Regions from separate parts of the Mus musculus genome. Here region 2 is linked to region 1. The links are chromatin contacts, called in public HiChIP or PLAC-seq maps. All regions are on one chromosome and are shown on one strand. Each heading gives the region's core, a stretch centred on a gene start, on an enhancer-like site or on the middle of the called end of the contact. The rest is flanking DNA. Distances are from core to core; before and after follow the strand shown.

The links. HiChIP or PLAC-seq counts read pairs in DNA pulled down with a chosen protein or histone mark.
Region 2: a contact with region 1 is called in an H3K27ac HiChIP or PLAC-seq map of regulatory T cell precursor, with 8 times the contacts expected there. The contact joins two enhancer-like sites. A contact is called at or near these places in 1 of 39 promoter capture datasets (embryonic stem cells), 3 of 15 datasets of contacts at CTCF or cohesin (large pre-B cells, pro-B cells and stem cell-derived epiblast-like cells), 45 of 484 Hi-C or Micro-C datasets (the AML12 cell line, B cells, CD8 T cells and 22 more), 5 of 115 datasets of contacts at active chromatin or transcription factors (CD4 single positive thymocytes, T-cell acute lymphoblastic leukemia, embryonic stem cells and 2 more) and 4 of 9 other capture datasets (adipose tissue, embryonic stem cells, liver and 1 more).

The regions. Positions count from the first base shown.
Region 1 is chr15:100,178,946-100,181,855 of GRCm38.p6, reverse strand. Dip2b (disco interacting protein 2 homolog B) reads right to left here. Exons shown (of 38, transcript NM_001159361.2): 21 at 420-547. Among named protein-coding and RNA genes, the nearest start is that of Atf1, 47 kb to the left of the region's middle. Within about 2 kb of position 1,430, at least 68 of the 459 cell types and tissues checked have an H3K27ac peak or open chromatin away from gene starts, as enhancers often do. A contact at or near this core is called in CD4 single positive thymocytes, CD8 T cells, Th1 cells and 1 more, where this site is marked.
Region 2 is chr15:100,017,134-100,020,043 of GRCm38.p6, reverse strand. No RefSeq gene overlaps it. Among named protein-coding and RNA genes, the nearest start is that of Dip2b, 20 kb to the left of the region's middle. Within about 2 kb of position 1,358, at least 24 of the 459 cell types and tissues checked have an H3K27ac peak or open chromatin away from gene starts, as enhancers often do. A contact at or near this core is called in CD4 single positive thymocytes, CD8 T cells, Th1 cells and 1 more, where this site is marked.

The DNA.
Region 1 (2,910 bases), core at 181-2,680:
GCTGGGCTCGCTTTCCTTGCATTAGTAAGCACAGGAGAAGGCCTGCCCTTGTTTACAGAACCTACAATTCCAGCACTTAGCTGCCATGTCAGTCTCCACATAGAAAACACAACACTTCAGTTAGAAATGAGAGAAAGATTCTTAGGTCTGCTCTCGCAGAGTGGCAGCCACCTATATTGGCCTGGACAGCACAATCTCTGAAGAAGGTCATGTTTTTTATCTTGGAATTCTCCTCAGTCTTCAGAATCAACAATCATTGACAGACTCTGAGACTGCTCACATTTCATGCCTCAGCTGCAGGACGGGTATTTAAAGCTGGGCTTTGTCACTCTAAGCTAGACCAGCCCAAGCACCTGGAAGAACCACAGAGCGCAGCTCAGATCACCCCAGAGTGGTGACACGGATCTCAGAGCACTCACCTTCCTCGATAGACGGTCTTTATGGACTCCACAGCCAATCCAGTAGCAACAATGTCATCGGCGTTATGTCTTCGGCCGCTGACCATGAGTAATCCATCCATTTTTCCAACCACGAACACCAAGCTACCCTGAAAGTTAGCAATGATTCACCTTCATTTCCATAGTTTAAAGGGTAAAACAGACACCTTACATTTCCTGTTTTCATGAAAATGTCACTAAACAAAACCAAACCAAACACTAAGAAACGTACCTGTGAAACATGTACACAGTTCAACTCCCAACACCACAAAAAACGTGTTTATACGAAAGAAAATAATGTCATAGTTTATGGGATTTATTATTATTTTTCTTTAGAATTAGTAAAAAAGCACATCTTAAAGCCACCAAGTCTTTAAAAGGCTCGATCTGTGTGCATGTGTGTGGGCACAGGCAGGCCACTGCCCGCTGTGACTCAGAGGACAACTTGCAGGAACTGTCCTCTCCTTCCACCCAATGGGTCCCAGGGACGCCTCTACCTGCTGAGCATCTGGCTAGCACCCACTGAGGTCTTACCGTCTATAAGAGATTAATCCGTTCCTATTTATTCTTAGGGGAAATCTCACTCTCACAGGGGAGAAACTGTGCTCACACACAGAGTTCCCTTTTCCAGCCACAGGTGTGCATTAGCTCTTCTGTAGTTGGCACAGGGTGAATACCAGGGAGAGAAATGTTACTTTATTGCTCCTGGAGCTAGAGAGAGCCAACGGTTTTAGTGTGTGAATAGTTGCTTTGAGCTCGCAAGGGTAACACTGTCTCCATTGGCAAGATCAGAAACACATACCCAAGAAGGTCTAAGAACCCTGCAGATTTTTGGACAACAGAGCAGCAGGCCCCTGGGTCCATTGGCCCTTCGCATGTCCTCTCGAGTTGGCAGTTACCTCCACAAGCATGTCACTCTTGCTGAGCACAGTGTAGTGCCACACAATGACTGGGCTAAGCCAGAAAAACAGAATGTCAATGCACAGGAAGCTGCTGGTCTACCCACAGTGCCAGAGGAAGCCAGCCAACTCCACAACGCCAGAGCCAGAGGGGACACACTTCTAACAGTCTGCTGGTGGTAAATGGAGAGAGAGGCGGCTAAGGGAATGTCCTGGTCCTGCAGAGGACATGAGTGTGGCTGCCAGCACAAAGTCTGGTGGCTCACAGCTCCTTTAACTCCAACACTGCTATGCATGTAGACTTGCATATACATTTAACATAATAGAAACAAATCCTTAAAAAAGAGAGAGAGAAGGGATGCCTGCTTCTCCAAATCTTTCACAGTGAGGCTGTTTAGCTGACATGGTATTTCCATCTTCATCTTCCTTGCAGCTAGATCTGACCATGGGACTGGTTCAGGCCAGACACAACCAGACCCTTTACATGGGGTTCAGGGGATCATTCATAGAGAGCGGACAACAGTCTATCTGTTTCAGACTGACGGTTGGAGCTGGGTCCTGGACCTCAATAGCAGTGCAGCAAGCTCGCTCAAGATTTGGGCTCTTGAGACAGCTGAAGCTGCACTGCAGTGTTAAGGGCTCAGTGTCACATGCTCTTACATGAGCTGAGCGCTAGGAGGAGGAAGAGGAGAAGGAGGAGGAGGAGATGGGCAGGAAGGAGCCATCGACAGATGGAGGGTATGAGTTGACAGGATAGTGACTACCCCATGGCTCGCCACTGCCCTACCCACTGGCCATCAGAGCCTGGCTCTCTGCTGCCTTTGTGTCCTGCTCAGGCTCAGTATGTGCCTTGAGAACAGGCTTTTGGGTCCTTGTCTCTCTAGACCACTACCATGAATAACACTTGCCAGGTAACGAACTGTTTTCTAAGAATTTACAATGACCCAGGGTGGGCACTGCTGAGAATCCTTAAGAAAACACTCTCATGCCCGGCGTGGTGGCACACACCTTTAATCCCAGCACTCAGGAGGCAGAGGCAGGCGGATTTCTGAGTTCGAGTCCAGCCTGGTTTACAAAGTGAGTTCCAGGACAGCCAGGGCTACACAGAGAAACTCTGTCTCGAAAAACCAAAAAAAAAAAAAAAAAAAAAAGAAAAGAAAAGAAAACACTCTCAGCTAATGGATGGATCACAGGGCTCCCAATGGAGGAGCTAGAGAAAGTAGCCAAGGAGCTAAAGGGATCTGCAACCCTATAGGTGGAACAACATTATGAACTAACCAGTACCCCGGAGCTCTTGACTCTAGCTGCATATGTATCAAAAGATGGCCTAGTCGGCCATCACTGGAAAGAGAGGCCCATTGGACACGCAAACTTTATATGCCCCAGTACAGGGGAACGCCAGGGCCAAAAAGGGGGAGTGGGGGTGGGTGGGTATGGGGGACTTTTGGTATAGCATTGGAAATGTAAATGAGCTAAATACCTAATAAAAAATGGAAAAAAAAAAAAAGAAAAAGAAAACACTCTCTACATTCGCCACTCAGTTTCCCTTGGCTACGAAGTAACCTTCCCCCCTC
Region 2 (2,910 bases), core at 109-2,608, 160 kb after region 1:
CATAAAGGAATAATAAAAAACAATCTCAAAGTCAGCAACAACAGTGTGGCAGGTTTGAGTTTGCTTTCCCATGGTAGCCTGAACTGTTAGCTCCAGGAAAAGGCCTGGCTTTTACACTTGAAACCAAGCTAGGCTTGCAGATAACTGAGCCTTGGTTTTGAAGCTTTTCTAATTTAAACTTTCCCTTAAGGCTCTTACATTTGTTATCAACAGCAAGCAACATGCAACATGCCCCTCTTTGTATCCAAAGTTATTATAAAGCCAGAACTGATTGGGCAGCTTCCTAAAGGAGTTGGTCAAGGTCGGCTTGCTGCTAAATTGTCTGATAGGACTAGGGCTCTTCATGGATTCCAGTTAGTAAAAAGAGGAGCCAAGAGAATAGAGGAAGGAGGGTGGAGTGTTGGCTGACCTGTCAGCTGTAGCATTTCCCAAAGCTGTATTGTTAGTAGAGCCTAGTGGTTAAGGGGAAAACTATAACCTGGTCAAAGCAGACCATGGCAGAGCCCTCGTGGTGGGGAACAGTGCAGCTGAGAGAAGAGCTTCCATCTATAAATCCAGTACAGTGGGGACATGACAGGGGAAATGTATAAAGTTGTGGATTTTTCTGTTTCATGTGGATCTAGACAGGAATTTGTGAGGGTAGGGCCTTGGGAAGGAGTGTTCCAGGATTCAGGCAGGGCAGCCAGCAATCAAGGGATATGAGGAATTTCTAGGATGGTGGTAACAGTTGAAACTTAAAAGGGACAAAGCAGGCAGGCTCTTGTGTGATGGGAGGTCCTTGAGCTTGTGACAAGTCAGAGAGCAACTAACCAAAGGTTGTAAGGAAGGCTGCCGATTATCCCCCAGAGGCAAGGTTCTCATCCCCTAACTGCTGAATCTGGCTGTTGTGTGGATTGACCAGGAACTAGGTGTCCTTGCAAGTTAGTTGATTTTTGGGGGCAGATTAAGGAAGGTTCCTGGTAAACAGACTCTCACCTTTAGGTGTGGGGGTCTCTGCAAACTTTACAGGTAACAGTAATGGGGTTGTGGAAGGCAAGAAGGCAGTTTGGCCCAACACAGCTCAGCAGCCATTGTCACTTTAAACTTCTGGAGTCTAACCCCAGGGGTTTATTTTATGCTTACTTAAGCACAGCACAATCCGGTAAAAACTGTTCTCGTGATGACTATCTTGAGCCCACACGCACAACAAAACCTAGATCTAAGACACAAAGGCGACTGCAGATCAGACACAACTGCATAGGAACTCTCTGTGAAGAGGACATAGGACATCTGTAACGACGCATTCTATAGATTGACTCAAGAAAACAAGTTCACTAGGAGTCTGGAGGGGTTTTTAGTGCTGGAAAGCCCCTAGCCACACATATAGCAAAAAGGTCACCAGGCTAGAAAAGAAAGCACATAGTCTGCTCCAGCCTTCTGGAGTGAAAAACAGGTATTGCCCTCCTTCCTGTATACAATCTTGTGTGCTTAGGTTCCCTTAGTGCAGGACTTGGGAGAACAAACCTGCCTCTTACAGTTAGGTTTACTTTGCCTACATCCTGTTAGGACATTCACACTGCCATTTGGGGGTGGGGGTTGAGGGACACTGCTCTGACCCTATCTACATGTTTCCTTTTGTGCTAGTAGGATGCTGTTAGTGTGACTTTAAAAAAAAAAAATTTGTACACTGTCTTCAGACACACCAGTAGAGGACATTGGATCCCATTACAGATGGTTGTGAGCCACCACGTGGTTGCTGGGAACTGAACTCAAGATCCCTGGAAGAACAGTTAGAGTTCTGAACCATTGAGGGGTTGTCCTCTGACTTCCACACACACCGTGGAAGATGTGCACCTTGCCCCCAAATAAAATACATACAAAATTGAGTAAAAGTGTAAGTATATTTAATGTTTTTTTTTAAACTAAACTAATTAAACTCATTTAAAAAAAAATCGCAAGCCGGGCGTGGTGGCGCACGCCTTTAATCCCAGCACTCGGGAGGCAGAGGCAGGTGGATTTCTGAGTTCGAGGCCAGCCTGGTCTACAAAGTGAGTTCCAGGACAGCCAGGGCTATGCAGAGAAACCCTGTCTTGAAAAACCAAAAAAAAAAAAAAATAAAAAAAATAAAAAAAAATAAAAAAAATCGCAAATGTGCCAGGCGTGGTGGCACATGCCTTTAATCCCAGCACTCGGGAGGTAGAGACAGGTGGATTTCTGAGTTCAAGGCCAGCCTTGAACAAATGTAATATTACTGATTGAGTCCACAAAAAAAGAATAGCCACTTAGAGGCTGGGATGTAGCAATGCAGACAGCATGCTCTCTCAGAATATCCAAAGCTCATGCTGGCACCAAATCAATCAAGACTGGTGGTCCAGCACTGGCACTCAGGCAGTGGGGCAGGTGATCAGAAGCTCATGGTTAGTGAGGATGAGGCCAGCCTGGGCTACATGAGACTCGGTCTCAAGCAATGAAACAAAGAGAAAAGGAGTGTCAGGGTTGTGTGGTTAAGAGCAATTCCTCTTCTTCCAGAAGACTGAGCCTGAATCACAGCAGCACAGGCAGCCCACAAACACCCTAACTCCAGCTCCTGGGAATCTTATCGAGCTTTCTGCTCTCTGTGGGACAACACATACTAATGAATCTCTGACAAACACTAAGGCACTGACTCAAGACTTCCAAGGTCTTGTCAGCATTTACCATTAGGACCATTCTGCTCACCGAAACTAGCTGCTTTCACTAAGAAAGAAACTTTAATCGGCTACAGGGTTAACTAAAGGACACTCTTCCTGAGCTAAGTAATTATCAAGTGAGTATGCATCTGACATTTAATATTTATTATCTAAAATATAACTGTGCCAAATCATATGAGTTATATTATTGAAATTGGACAACTGGATTCCTACCATTTAAAAACATATCAATAAGACAATT